Regions from separate parts of the Mus musculus genome. Here regions 2 and 3 are each linked to region 1. Evidence: chromatin contacts called from public HiChIP or PLAC-seq and capture Hi-C data. All regions are on one chromosome and are shown on one strand. Each heading gives the region's core, a stretch centred on a gene start, on an enhancer-like site or on the middle of the called end of the contact. The rest is flanking DNA. Distances are from core to core; before and after follow the strand shown.

Region 1 (3,595 bases), core at 764-3,263:
GTGGCTGGCTTCCCAAGGGAGGAAGTACTGCTTGAGATCTTACAGATCCAAGTCATAGGGAGAGCACAAGCACAGGGCCCGATCCACGACCCCAGTACACTGGCCCTCCACTCTGCAATGCCTCCACCCTTCCTCCCAGGCTGTCTGCACGCAGTCACTTGAGGCTGTCTCAATATTAACTACTATTGTGACGATGCTGAAAGTCCCCAAGAACTTACATACTTCAAATAACTTTAAACACAGCCATGCTCAGGAGGCTGAGGCAGGAGGATGGCAAGGTTAAAGCTAACCTGGGCCACACACCATGAGACGTCATCCGGAAACTCCAAAATTAAGGCAAGCAAAAATACAGTCAGTCACAAGTCAGTCACGATAGGGATACAAGGAGAAACGGGTGGCGGGGGGACTTCCCAGATGGCTTTGACGGCACTAGTGCCACACGGGATCACAGTCAGATCACAGGGTATGCCATTAGACAAAACGCAGTCTCAGGGTACACAAGTGTGCTGCTCTACATGTGACTATAAACTTGTGAGGTAACTGTGGCCAGAGGTAAAGTCTGAGGCCATGCGTCATTAAATACCCACCTGATGGAAGAAACCGTCCATGAAATGATCCTTCTCCACAATGACGACAGCAGTGTCTCCATCGTCGTTTGTCCTACACTGGAACAGAAAACATTTCCCAGGTGTCACAAAGGCCGAAGAGCGACTCAGGGCCCCAGCTCCTCAGCTCACGGGACACCAAGTGCAGGGGAGGAGCCATGCTCCACAGCCTGCAACCATCCAATAGTGCAGCTTCTACCTGGTGACAGAAACATGGGCTGGAAAAAAGGGGGCAGCCGGGGGAGTCAATGAAGGCCAGATCCCCACGGCAGGTGCTGCCATCTACACCAGAGTCAGGGCCATTCGAAACAGATTGTTCTCCATGAAGAGATTACTACACACACACACACACACACACACACACACACACACACACACACAGAGTCATCCTGGGGACTGACGCAGGGCTCTGAGCATGCTCGGTATCTTCTCTGAACACTGGGCTACATCACTATCCCTGTAATGTTTATACTTTCTGTAAAGATTAAAAATGCTACTGGGGGTAGAGGCTGGAGAGATGGCTCAGTGGTAAGGGCGCCGGCTGCTCTTCCAGTGGTCCTAAATGTAGTTCCCTGCACCCACAGGGTGGCTCTTAACTTCTAAAACTCTAGCCTCATGGGACCTGATACCCTCTTCTGGTGTGCAGCATACATGCAGGAAAAATAAAACAAATTTTTAAAAAATAACACATGAAAATAATAAGCTGCTACCAGGTTTGGTGGCCCGCCCCTGTAATCCCAGCCCTTAGGAGACAGAGGCAGAATGGTTAGAAGTTCCAGATCAGCTCCATTACAGAGTGAGTTCAAGGCCAGCTTGGGAAACAGGAGACCTTATCCAAAAACAAACAAAAACTTTGAGTGCATGGTAACTTCCAAGATATGTCGGCGCATGCATACTTTCTAAGAGGGCGATGACCACCGCGCACTGTGTTTAATAATAATAAACACCCTGACAAGGAGAGAGGGGTTGAGGAAGACAGAATCAATAACAGTGGGGGAGAAGAAGGCATTTCAGACAAGGGCTAGAATGGGGCTACTTGTTCGAAACAGCCTAAGGCGGGATCCAAGACAACAGGAGTAGGCACTTCCGAAGCTCCCTGCATGGCCTTGGGTCAGGAGAGTTGCCCAGCTGCTGCCTCTGAGGCCTGCCTGGAACCTTGAGAGCACAGGATGCAGGAGGGATGCTGGTCCTGACTGGGCAGCCTCTCTTCCGGGCTGCCCAAGCCTCTGGCAGCACAGACAAGTCTCAGTTAGCCAGAAGCAGTTTTTGTGGACAGCTATACGTGGCCCCTCGAAGATGGTCTCTATCTAAGTCCTATTGCTGAGCCCTGCCTGCCAGGAGGCGCAGGGGAGGGACCTGCTGAGCTCTATCCTCCAGGGCAGCCAGCGCCATGAGTCAGCACGATCAGGCCTCCTTTCCGGCAGCCAAGCCCAGCAAGGCATCTTAGGAACCTCCATTGCTTGGGGGCCTTTACCAGCCTTTACCCTGCAGGCCTGACACACAGAGGTGTTCCTTTACTGCCCACTACTACCCAGGAAACCTTGCAGACAAGATATCACTGCAGTTCTCAGCTAAGAAAAATCTGCAAATTTAAGAAGCATGGTCAAAGTTGGAGTGTGGTGCATATTTACTTACTTATTTACTCATTCATTCATTCACTTTTTTTTTTTTTTAATTCCTAGCACTCAGGATACAGAAGCTGGGGAATCACTGTGAGTTCGAGGTCAGCATGATCTACATAGTGAGTTCCAGGCCAGTCAGAGTTACACAACAGAAAGACTGTGCCAAGAAGAAGAAAAAATAAAAAGCCACTGGTTCCACACAGGACCCTCACTAAGGCCCAATCAGCTCTTCCCAAACCATATCCCCTCTCCTCTAGTGCTGATTATTTGGATAAGACAGCTGGTTAGTTACAGCTGGAGTGCTGCTCTAAAACACACACAGGAGTGTGAGAGCAACCTTTGTCACCAGGGACATAACACAGCCACGACCAGCTTAATGAAAAATGGGTATCACCTAAAAGGTTATCTTCTATATTCATGAAGCATAGCGCAGCGTGCGCGCACACACACACACACACACACACACAGGGATGCCCCTTCTGTGTGACTTCCCCCAAGAAGCCTACCCGCTGCTCTCCAGATGCCTGGAATGACGGGCAGTGCTGAAGAATTACAGGCTGTCCCAACAGCCCTCAGCAAGGGAACCACATGTGGAATAGGGGCACTGCCATGCCTTGTTAGGGTGGCTCACTCCAGGGGTTGGGGATGGTGTGTGTGTGAGGACAAGCTAAAATCATCAAGCTGACTCGGTCAGCAAGGAAGACAGCAGGCAGCTGAGAACAAAGCAGAGGTTGGCCCAGGGAGCTCTGTATCCTTGGGGATGGAGTGTCAAAGATGGGTATCTCAGAATCTAGGAGCTGCAAGGAGAAATCCAGGCTTTCAGAGATGCTGACACCCTGATTTCACACCTGAAGTCTCAAATTGCCTTAGGAAACTGGAGCAGGAGGATCTCCAGTTTGAAGCCAGCAAGCTAGACCATAAGTACTTAGGAGGCAGAGAGAGGTGGATCTCTGTGAGTTCAAGGCCAGCCTGGTCTACAGAGCAAGTTCAAGGGCAGCAAGAGCTACACAGAGAGGCCCCAAAAAACAACCAAATACACAAACCAAACAAACTTGAAGCTACTCTGTACAACACATCGAGGTAGGCGGATTCCGAGTTTGAGGCTAAACTGGGCTTCAGAGTAAACTCTAAGCCTGGGATATACAGCAAGTCAAAGATAATGCAAAGTAGGAAGGAGAGAGGGGGGAGGGGGAGGGGAGGGTCACGGTGGGGTGAGACTGTGAGCACCTCAAGAACTCCGTTTCTGGCAATCTTCTCTGAGCACGAGCCATGGCCTGAAACGTGCCCAGAGTCTCGAGGGTACACTGCCTTGAGGCAGACGTTCAAGAAAGGGTGATGACAGAATCAGGGGGCACAGGGAGAGAAAAC
Region 2 (3,721 bases), core at 427-2,926, 790 kb after region 1:
ATAGGATCTGATGCCCTCTTCTGGTAAGCAGATATACATGCAGACAGAACACCTATATACATTAGATAAACAAACAAACAAACAAGAGGTAGGTAGAGGCAGGAGGATCAGGAGTTCAAGGCTAGCCTTGTCTGCATAGTGAGACCCTGTCACAAAAACAAAACAAACCACAAACAAACAAAAAGCAGCTCCAATATATTCTTGGCTAATGTTTTAAGGACTTTTATATTAAGTAAACACGAGTCTTCTTCATGCCTCGTTATCATCTGCACAGCTTTTGTGGTTTTCAAACCTACAACTCCACTTGAAAACATTACACTAGCATACTTACTGCAGCCAGAAGAGCAGAGGTTTGGGAATAACTAAATGTCAGCCATGTGACTGGTTGTTTCTCTTTCCTTTTTAAATTTCCTGTATTCAGGACCTTTGTACCGGTTAAACCGGCACTCATCCTCTGAGCTACATACCCTATAGTTCTGTTTTCTTTAGACAGGGTCTTCCTATGTAGCCACGGCTGGCCTGGAACTTGCTATGCAGACCAGGCTGGCCTTGAACTCACAGAGATCTGCTTGCCTCCCGTGTTGTGACTATGCCTGGCTCTGTATAGTAGAAGAATAAGAATTTTTCTTTCCTATCAAAATGGCAAAGCCTTCAGTATATATAGCTCAGTGGAATACGTCCAATGGCATTACGAGTTGTCATCTGTGTGGAGAAGTGATTCATATTCATATACATGTTTAAAAATTCAGTACGTATCTATATGTTAAGTGCTCAACATACAGACAGGAAAAACACTTATACGCTTAATATTATTTTCTTTTTAAAAAAATGTTTAAAAGAATGCTTTCAAAGACTGGGCACCACTGTCCAGCCATTAGTTGTTAGTTTTTAGCAGGCTTAGTAGCTCATACCACTTTGGAAGTTGAAGCAGGACTGCTACGAGTTAGAATACCAGTCCGTGTTAGACAGTTCGTGGTCTAGCTGGGACATAGAATGAAACAAGGATTACTATTTGTTTCATTATTTTAAAAAAATTAAAACAAAATCCATTTTAGTTTTCAAGCTGCCTCAATGACCTGGGCCCTAAGAACAGACTGATCCTGAGTCTCCTCAACGCCCATCGCACCACTCCTAAAGCCATCTAGTACTTTCTACCTAGCGTAGTCCTCCCGTCAACCTCCGGGGTCTTAAAACGACCAGGGTACAGGGGAAGGCTCCATTTTCTGTGCTCCCCAATTTACGGATAAAACAGGCAAGGAAAAAAAAAAAATGAACCTGGGAAATCTCGCGAGAGTGTGAGGGAAGCATCCCGGAGTCCAGTAGCTAGAGACACCCTGCAACTAGAGGCCGACGCCTCTGCTTCCTGTCACACCCAGTCGAGTGCAGAGGCCGAAGCATCCCTCACACACGACCTGCAGGGCTTTTCCTGCACCGCGGAGCCGCGCAGCCTCCACGCTGCAAACTCTTAAAAGCGCCGAACCGTGACGCTGGGGGGCGAGCACAACGGAACCTTAAGATCCAGAGTGCCGATGACGGGAGAACCAGTTTCTCAGATGCGCAATGACGTCGCAACTGGGCGTGGTGGGCGGGTCTTAGAGAGACCAGCGTTGGATTAAGCCAATCAGCGGGCGGCAGGAGGGTCGCCACCCAATGGAGGTGCTCTGTGGGCACGCCGGGGGCGGGCCGGGTGCGTAAGACTTTTCGAGAAGACCCCGCAGAGAGCACGTTGTTCTCGGCCTCTCCCGGAGCTAGGCCAGCCATGGCGGCGGTAAAGACCCTAAATCCGAAGGCCGAGGTGGCCCGGGCCCAGGCAGCGCTGGCGGTGAACATCAGCGCGGCTCGGGGCCTGCAGGATGTTCTGAGGACCAACTTGGGGCCTAAGGGCACCATGAAGATGTAAGCCCGGGCTGGCGGGAGGGCGGGCCTGGCGGCTCGATGGCCGCAAACTCGAGTCGCTGCCTCCAGGCCTTCGCGCTAGCGTTTTCTTTCTCCCATGTCTGGGCTGCATCCCATCCAAACCCCCCGAATCCGCGCCTTTCGGGGTTGGCATTTGCACCTATTTCTTATAGAGGAAGAGAGTGGCGTGTGCAACCTTCCCGAACCCAGCCCCGGGCCCCGAGTTTACTGGGATGTAGGAGTAAAGTCCAAATTTCAGGGGATCTGTTTTTGTTACCTCGTTAGCTAGCAAATGAATAAAGTTCACTGAGACATAGCGCTTGGATTTTTTTTTAATTAGTCTTAATTCACTCTCTTTTCTCGCCTCTCGTATCCGTTCCTCAAATTGCGGTTGCTTTGGAGTCGTATATTTCATAGCCTCCTTTGGTTCCCTTTACACCTCATTCTTTTTTGTGGGAATTTTCTTTATGTATTTAGTTGAGATCGGGTCTGACTGATAAGTTACGGCTTGTCTGGAACTCCCTGTGATTCACTTGCCTTCAAGAGGGGATGGGGGATATACATTACCTCCCCTTGGCTGCTTTGTGGAATTCTTACTTGTTTTGTTTTAATTAGAAAAAGTCACATCCTTGCTCATCAATTCCTTCCCATTTGGCAGGCTTGTATCTGGTGCTGGAGACATCAAACTTACTAAAGATGGCAATGTGCTGCTTCATGAAATGGTAAGAGGCTGCCGGGCTGGGTTTAAAAAAAAATTTTTTTTTTTGACCTCTTGCTCCATTTGAGGTGAATAAAATTCTTCATCAGGTCATCATGTCTTTCAGGCAGAAATATAGGAAGTGCTTTAGTGGGTGAGGAACTCTGTCAAATGTGACACATGTGTTTGGATCCTTGGGTTTTTTGTTTGTTTTGGGGGGGTCTACTTTGTAGTCTGGGCTAAAATAAAAAATTGTATAAAAGAATATTGTTATCTCTACTTTAGCTAAATATTGTACCACATAGCTATAATCCCGGCACTCAGCCAGATCTCTTGAGTTCAAAACCAGGTAGAGCTACATAAGCATAGTGAGACCTTGTCTCAAAAACAGGGCAATGGGAAAGAAAACCAAAAAATAAATGCTCATCTTTCCACTCAACTGCAGGAGAAATGAAAATCTTACTTTTGTTTGTTTAAGATAAATCTCACTGTGCAGCCCTGCTTGGCCTCAAACTGGGATTAAAGCTATGCCTCTCACACCGGGCTGTCTTATAGTTATTATTTTTGTCCCAGGGATCATATTAAATTGACCCAACTACCCATTTCCCTCACTTTCAGGTCCTATAGTTCAAACCCTAGTAAAGGGGATGGCTTGAAATCCAAGCAAAATGTAGCCAGCAGTACTGTGCAGTCTTAGTGGAAGGCATTGAAAGAAGCCTGTCCATGTTGTACCCTAGGTAATGGTTTAAGTCATTTAAATAGTTCTTTTTCTACCTACAGCAAATTCAACACCCAACAGCCTCTTTGATAGCAAAAGTGGCTACAGCCCAGGATGACATAACTGGCGATGGCACTACATCCAATGTCCTCATCATCGGGGAGCTGCTCAAACAGGCGGACCTGTACATTTCTGAAGTATGTATGCTTCTTGCTTCTGTGCTCTGTTTGGTGGGCTATTGGTACACAGTGATGTGAAGCTAGCTGAGGGCACACTGTGGAATGGTCGGGCTGCTTAGCTCTGGGAGCCTGTGCCTGTCTGTAACCTGGTCTGAAATGAGTGAAAAAAACCTGCCGACTGTATGTAAATGATTACATGTTTATCATTTACCTGCTAGCCTCAGACTCACA
Region 3 (3,561 bases), core at 897-3,396, 860 kb after region 1:
CCCTGATGACTAAGCATTCAGGCCATTCTCATTCAGACCACTACAGCTCCTCTCTTCTCGACAGATCCCCACCCCCAGCAGTATGCACCTCTCTTCCTTCTCCATCCAGGATGGGAAACACTCCAGACTCAGCCTCAGACAACCTGGGCTTCCGCTGCGCCTCCAGTGCAGGCCGACCGAAGGAGGACCTGTGAGCAGCCAGACCGAGATCTCCGAAGCACCCTCTCAGCACTGTACCTCCGTGACCATGTTCCAGAGGCAGCTGGCTACCAAGCTCATGCGTCTGAGGGTGGCCTTTTGAGCCCCTCCCCTCTGACAGACACAAAGAACACTCGGACTGCAAGAAGGGACTGCAGTAGCCTGGAAGATGAGGACCTGGATGACCAAGGCTGGGAGCTGGGCTGTCTCTTAAGTGCAGTATTAAGGACAAAGGAACCAAACCCTCCAGTGTCCAAAAGATGACATTTTTTAAACTCTCTCCCTTTTTGCTTTCTCCCTGGCTGGTTCAGCTTTCACTTCTGGGAAATTCTGCAGAAGGAAAATGCTTCCTTTGTGAGGTGTGCCAAAGCCTTGCTGCCAGAACCTAGCCTCGCTGGCCTCTGAAACGAGATACTCAATATGTGGCAAGGCTGGTCTCGAACTCTCGATCCTCCTACCTCAGCTTCCTGGGTCCTGCTGGGATTACACACCACGCCCACTATTTAAAAGCCCCAGTAAAGCAAATGATTTATGAAGTGAAGATGTGCATTGTGGGAGAACCAAAGTCAGTGCCCCTCTAGGAAGACAAATGCCAGAACCTTCTCTGAGAGTTAGCTAATCATGTAGGGCCTTCTGTGTATCCTGCAGACATGTCCCTGAAGAAGAACTGGATCTTATGAGGTCAATAAATCCTTTTTTTTTTTTAAGATTTATTTATTTATTATATGTAAGTACACTGTAGCTGTCTTCAGACACACCAGAAGAGGGCATCAGATCTCGTTACGGATGGTTGTGAGCCACCATGTGGTTGCTGGGACTTGAACACTGGACCTTTGGAAGAGCAGTCGGGTACTCTTACCCACTGAGCCATCACACCAGCCCGAGGTCAATAAATTCTTATGTATATCAGGAAGCACAATATAATTGTTGTTTGAGATAGGGTTTCATGTAGCCCAGGCTAGCCTCAAGCTCCTTGTGTAGCCACAAATGACCTTGAACTCCTGCTTTCACTTCCTCAAATATCCATAACTTTAGCTAGACAGTTATGAGCGCCTGTTCTTGCTGAGGAGGGGTTCAATTCCTACCACCCACAAGGTGGGCTCAGCTATCTATACAACTCCAGTTTCAGGGTTTCTGATGCCTTCTTGTGACCTCTACAGGTACTGCATGCATGTGGGTTACATAAAATGCATGCAGCTAAAACATACATAAAATGCATAAATCTTAAAAAAAAAAACAAGAAAACTATAGACATCAACAAAGGTGCACAGTAGAGAAGCCAGAAGGCTTATAGCTCCCAGAATACATGTGCTCTATGCCCTTCCATTTCTGCCTATCACGGTCTCAGCTGCGTTGGATTTATTATTTATTTATTTATTATCTATTTTAGCTGTACCAGAGGTTGAATTTGGAGACCTTACACTCACCACAGGGTTACATTCCCAGCCTCATTTTTATTTTGAAATAAGCATCACTAGACTTCCCGGGCTGGGCTAGAACCCGTGATCCTACTGTCTCGGGGCAACAGGCACATGCCACAGCACATCCAGCTCCAGCTGTAATTACTGCTGTTTACTGGGAACACCCTGTGCTTCTAGAGGCAAGCCTTTGAGAGCACAGAGTAGGGCCACCTATTCCTTTGCAGAAGGCTACTTGGGGCATCCTCTTCTCACAAGTCCCTCTGTCTGCTTTCCCCTGGGCCCCCGCTGCCCTTCAGAAGTCCTCCTCCTCAGCCAAGGAGAGGAGCACAGCCTTGGGCGTGTTCTCGAAGAGGGCGGCTCTGTTCTGCTGTTGCCCTTTCTTCACCCAGTGGCCGTAGATACGGAAAGCATAGGCGTCAATGAGCCTCCGCAGCGGCCGAAGGGCGTAGGGGTCTCGGATGACGATCTCCCTGGTTACCGGCTTCACCCGACGGTACTGGTAGTAGATCTTTACTGATGCCAGCACAGTTAGACAGATCACCTGCAGGGGGCAGCACTTAGAACCCTCAGCCCGCAGCAAAGCTTGTCGGGAAACCTTAGCTGGCTTTGGGGGTGCCCTTCATGATGTCCCCTATTCCCAGGCTACAAGCATCTGTAGGGATTTAGGTAACAGGGTCGGTTAGCTGACATCCCCTGCAACCAGAAATTGAATTGGAACAGTGGGTACAAGGCATTCCCTCATAGCTTAAAGCTCTGAGAGCCTGGTGCCAGCAGGAGCCAACAGCAGCCTCCCCCAAGAGCCTTAGGGAAGGTTAAATTTCAGTACCTTGAACTTCCCTCGGGGGCTGAAGTGCCGTACTTCTTCTACTACGTACTCCTGAAAGAAAGGGTGTGCCAAGGCCTCTTCCGCCGAGCAGCGGTCCTGAGGTTGCACCACCAAGAATCGAGACACCTGGGAGAACATAAGGGACCTGAGAATATCATGGCAGCGTTCTGGAAAACACCGGGGGGTGAGTGTCGGTCCTGATTGCCAACTTGCTAGGATTTAGGACCACAATGGAAGCAGGTCTCTGGACCTGTCTGTGAGGGATTGTTCACACAGGTTGAGGTGAAAAGCTACACCCTAAATGTGGGTGGTTCCAGTTCATGGGCTGGGGCCCTGGATGGAAAAGAGAAAATGAGCTAGCTAATCCCCAACATTAATCTCCCTCTGCTTCCTGACTGTGGATGGTCCTCACAGATCTGTAGCCATAAACAAACCCTTCCTTCCTTAAGTAGGTTTTTTTTTTTTGGGGGGGGGGGCGTTTCAAGACAGGGTTTCTCTGTGTAGCCCTGGCTGTCCTGGAACTCACTTTGTAGACCAAGCTGGCCTCGAACTCAGAAATCCGCCTGCCTCTGTCTTCCAAGTGCTGGGATTAAAGGCATGTGCCACCATTTCCTGGCCCTTCAGTGGTTTTTGCTAGGTTGTTTTTTTTTTTTTTTAAGATTTATTTATTTATTATATGTAAGTACACTGTAGCTGTCTTCAGACACACCAGAAGAGGGAGTCAGATCTTGTTAGGGATGGTTGTGAGCCACCATGTGGTTGCTGGGATTTGAACTCAGGACCTTCGGAAGAACAGTTGGGTGCTCTTACCTGCTGAGCCATCTCACCAGCCCCTTGCTAGGTATTTTATTAACATTATTGAGACAGATACAGTGATCCCTCCACTCTGGAACATGCTCCTGTCCCTTGACATCTGGGGAGCGGGCGGCCATGGCCTCTCACCAAGTCTTTCACTGTGTCAGAGTAGTCATCCCACTCTGGTGAGCCAAACTGGTATTTGCCGTCCATGATCATCCGCAACATCAGCATTTGCTTCCGGTGCCAGAAAGGCGGGGAGCCAGCCAGCAGAGTGTACATGATGACGCCTGTGCTCCACCTGGAGGGTGGGCGGGGCCT

Evidence for each region. HiChIP or PLAC-seq counts read pairs in DNA pulled down with a chosen protein or histone mark. Capture Hi-C pulls out chosen DNA fragments and counts their contacts.
Region 2: an H3K4me3 HiChIP or PLAC-seq map of bone marrow-derived macrophages shows a contact between it and region 1, with 6 times the contacts expected there. The contact joins the promoter of Cct6a here to the enhancer-like site in region 1. A contact is called at or near these places in 1 of 39 promoter capture datasets (the HPC-7 cell line), 6 of 115 datasets of contacts at active chromatin or transcription factors (bone marrow-derived macrophages, fetal liver, large pre-B cells and 3 more) and 1 of 9 other capture datasets (adipose tissue).
Region 3: a contact with region 1 is called in a capture Hi-C map of embryonic stem cells, with 4 times the contacts expected there. The contact joins two enhancer-like sites. A contact is called at or near these places in 2 of 39 promoter capture datasets (both in embryonic stem cells), 2 of 115 datasets of contacts at active chromatin or transcription factors (both in embryonic stem cells) and 2 of 9 other capture datasets (embryonic stem cells and liver).

Annotation. Positions count from the first base shown.
Region 1 is chr5:128,998,923-129,002,517 of GRCm38.p6, forward strand. It overlaps Stx2 (syntaxin 2), which reads right to left. Exons shown (of 11, transcript NM_007941.3): 2 at 588-665. Among named protein-coding and RNA genes, the nearest start is that of Stx2, 7.9 kb to the right of the region's middle. Within about 2 kb of position 2,014, at least 99 of the 459 cell types and tissues checked have an H3K27ac peak or open chromatin away from gene starts, as enhancers often do. A contact at or near this core is called in the HPC-7 cell line, adipose tissue, bone marrow-derived macrophages and 3 more, where this site is marked.
Region 2 is chr5:129,785,680-129,789,400 of GRCm38.p6, forward strand. Cct6a (chaperonin containing Tcp1, subunit 6a (zeta)) reads left to right here and starts at 1,677. Exons shown (of 13, transcript NM_009838.2): 1 at 1,677-1,896; 2 at 2,555-2,618; 3 at 3,374-3,508. The coding sequence starts at 1,760. Psph (phosphoserine phosphatase) reads right to left here and starts at 1,574. Exons shown (of 8, transcript NM_133900.4): 1 at 1,276-1,574.
Region 3 is chr5:129,862,530-129,866,090 of GRCm38.p6, forward strand. It overlaps Sumf2 (sulfatase modifying factor 2), which reads left to right. Exons shown (of 9, transcript NM_026445.2): 9 at 110-1,422. The coding sequence ends at 194. It overlaps Phkg1 (phosphorylase kinase gamma 1), which reads right to left. Exons shown (of 10, transcript NM_011079.3): 8 at 3,388-3,541; 9 at 2,446-2,571; 10 at 902-2,160. The coding sequence ends at 1,912. Among named protein-coding and RNA genes, the nearest start is that of Phkg1, 15 kb to the right of the region's middle. Within about 2 kb of position 2,147, at least 35 of the 459 cell types and tissues checked have an H3K27ac peak or open chromatin away from gene starts, as enhancers often do. A contact at or near this core is called in embryonic stem cells, where this site is marked.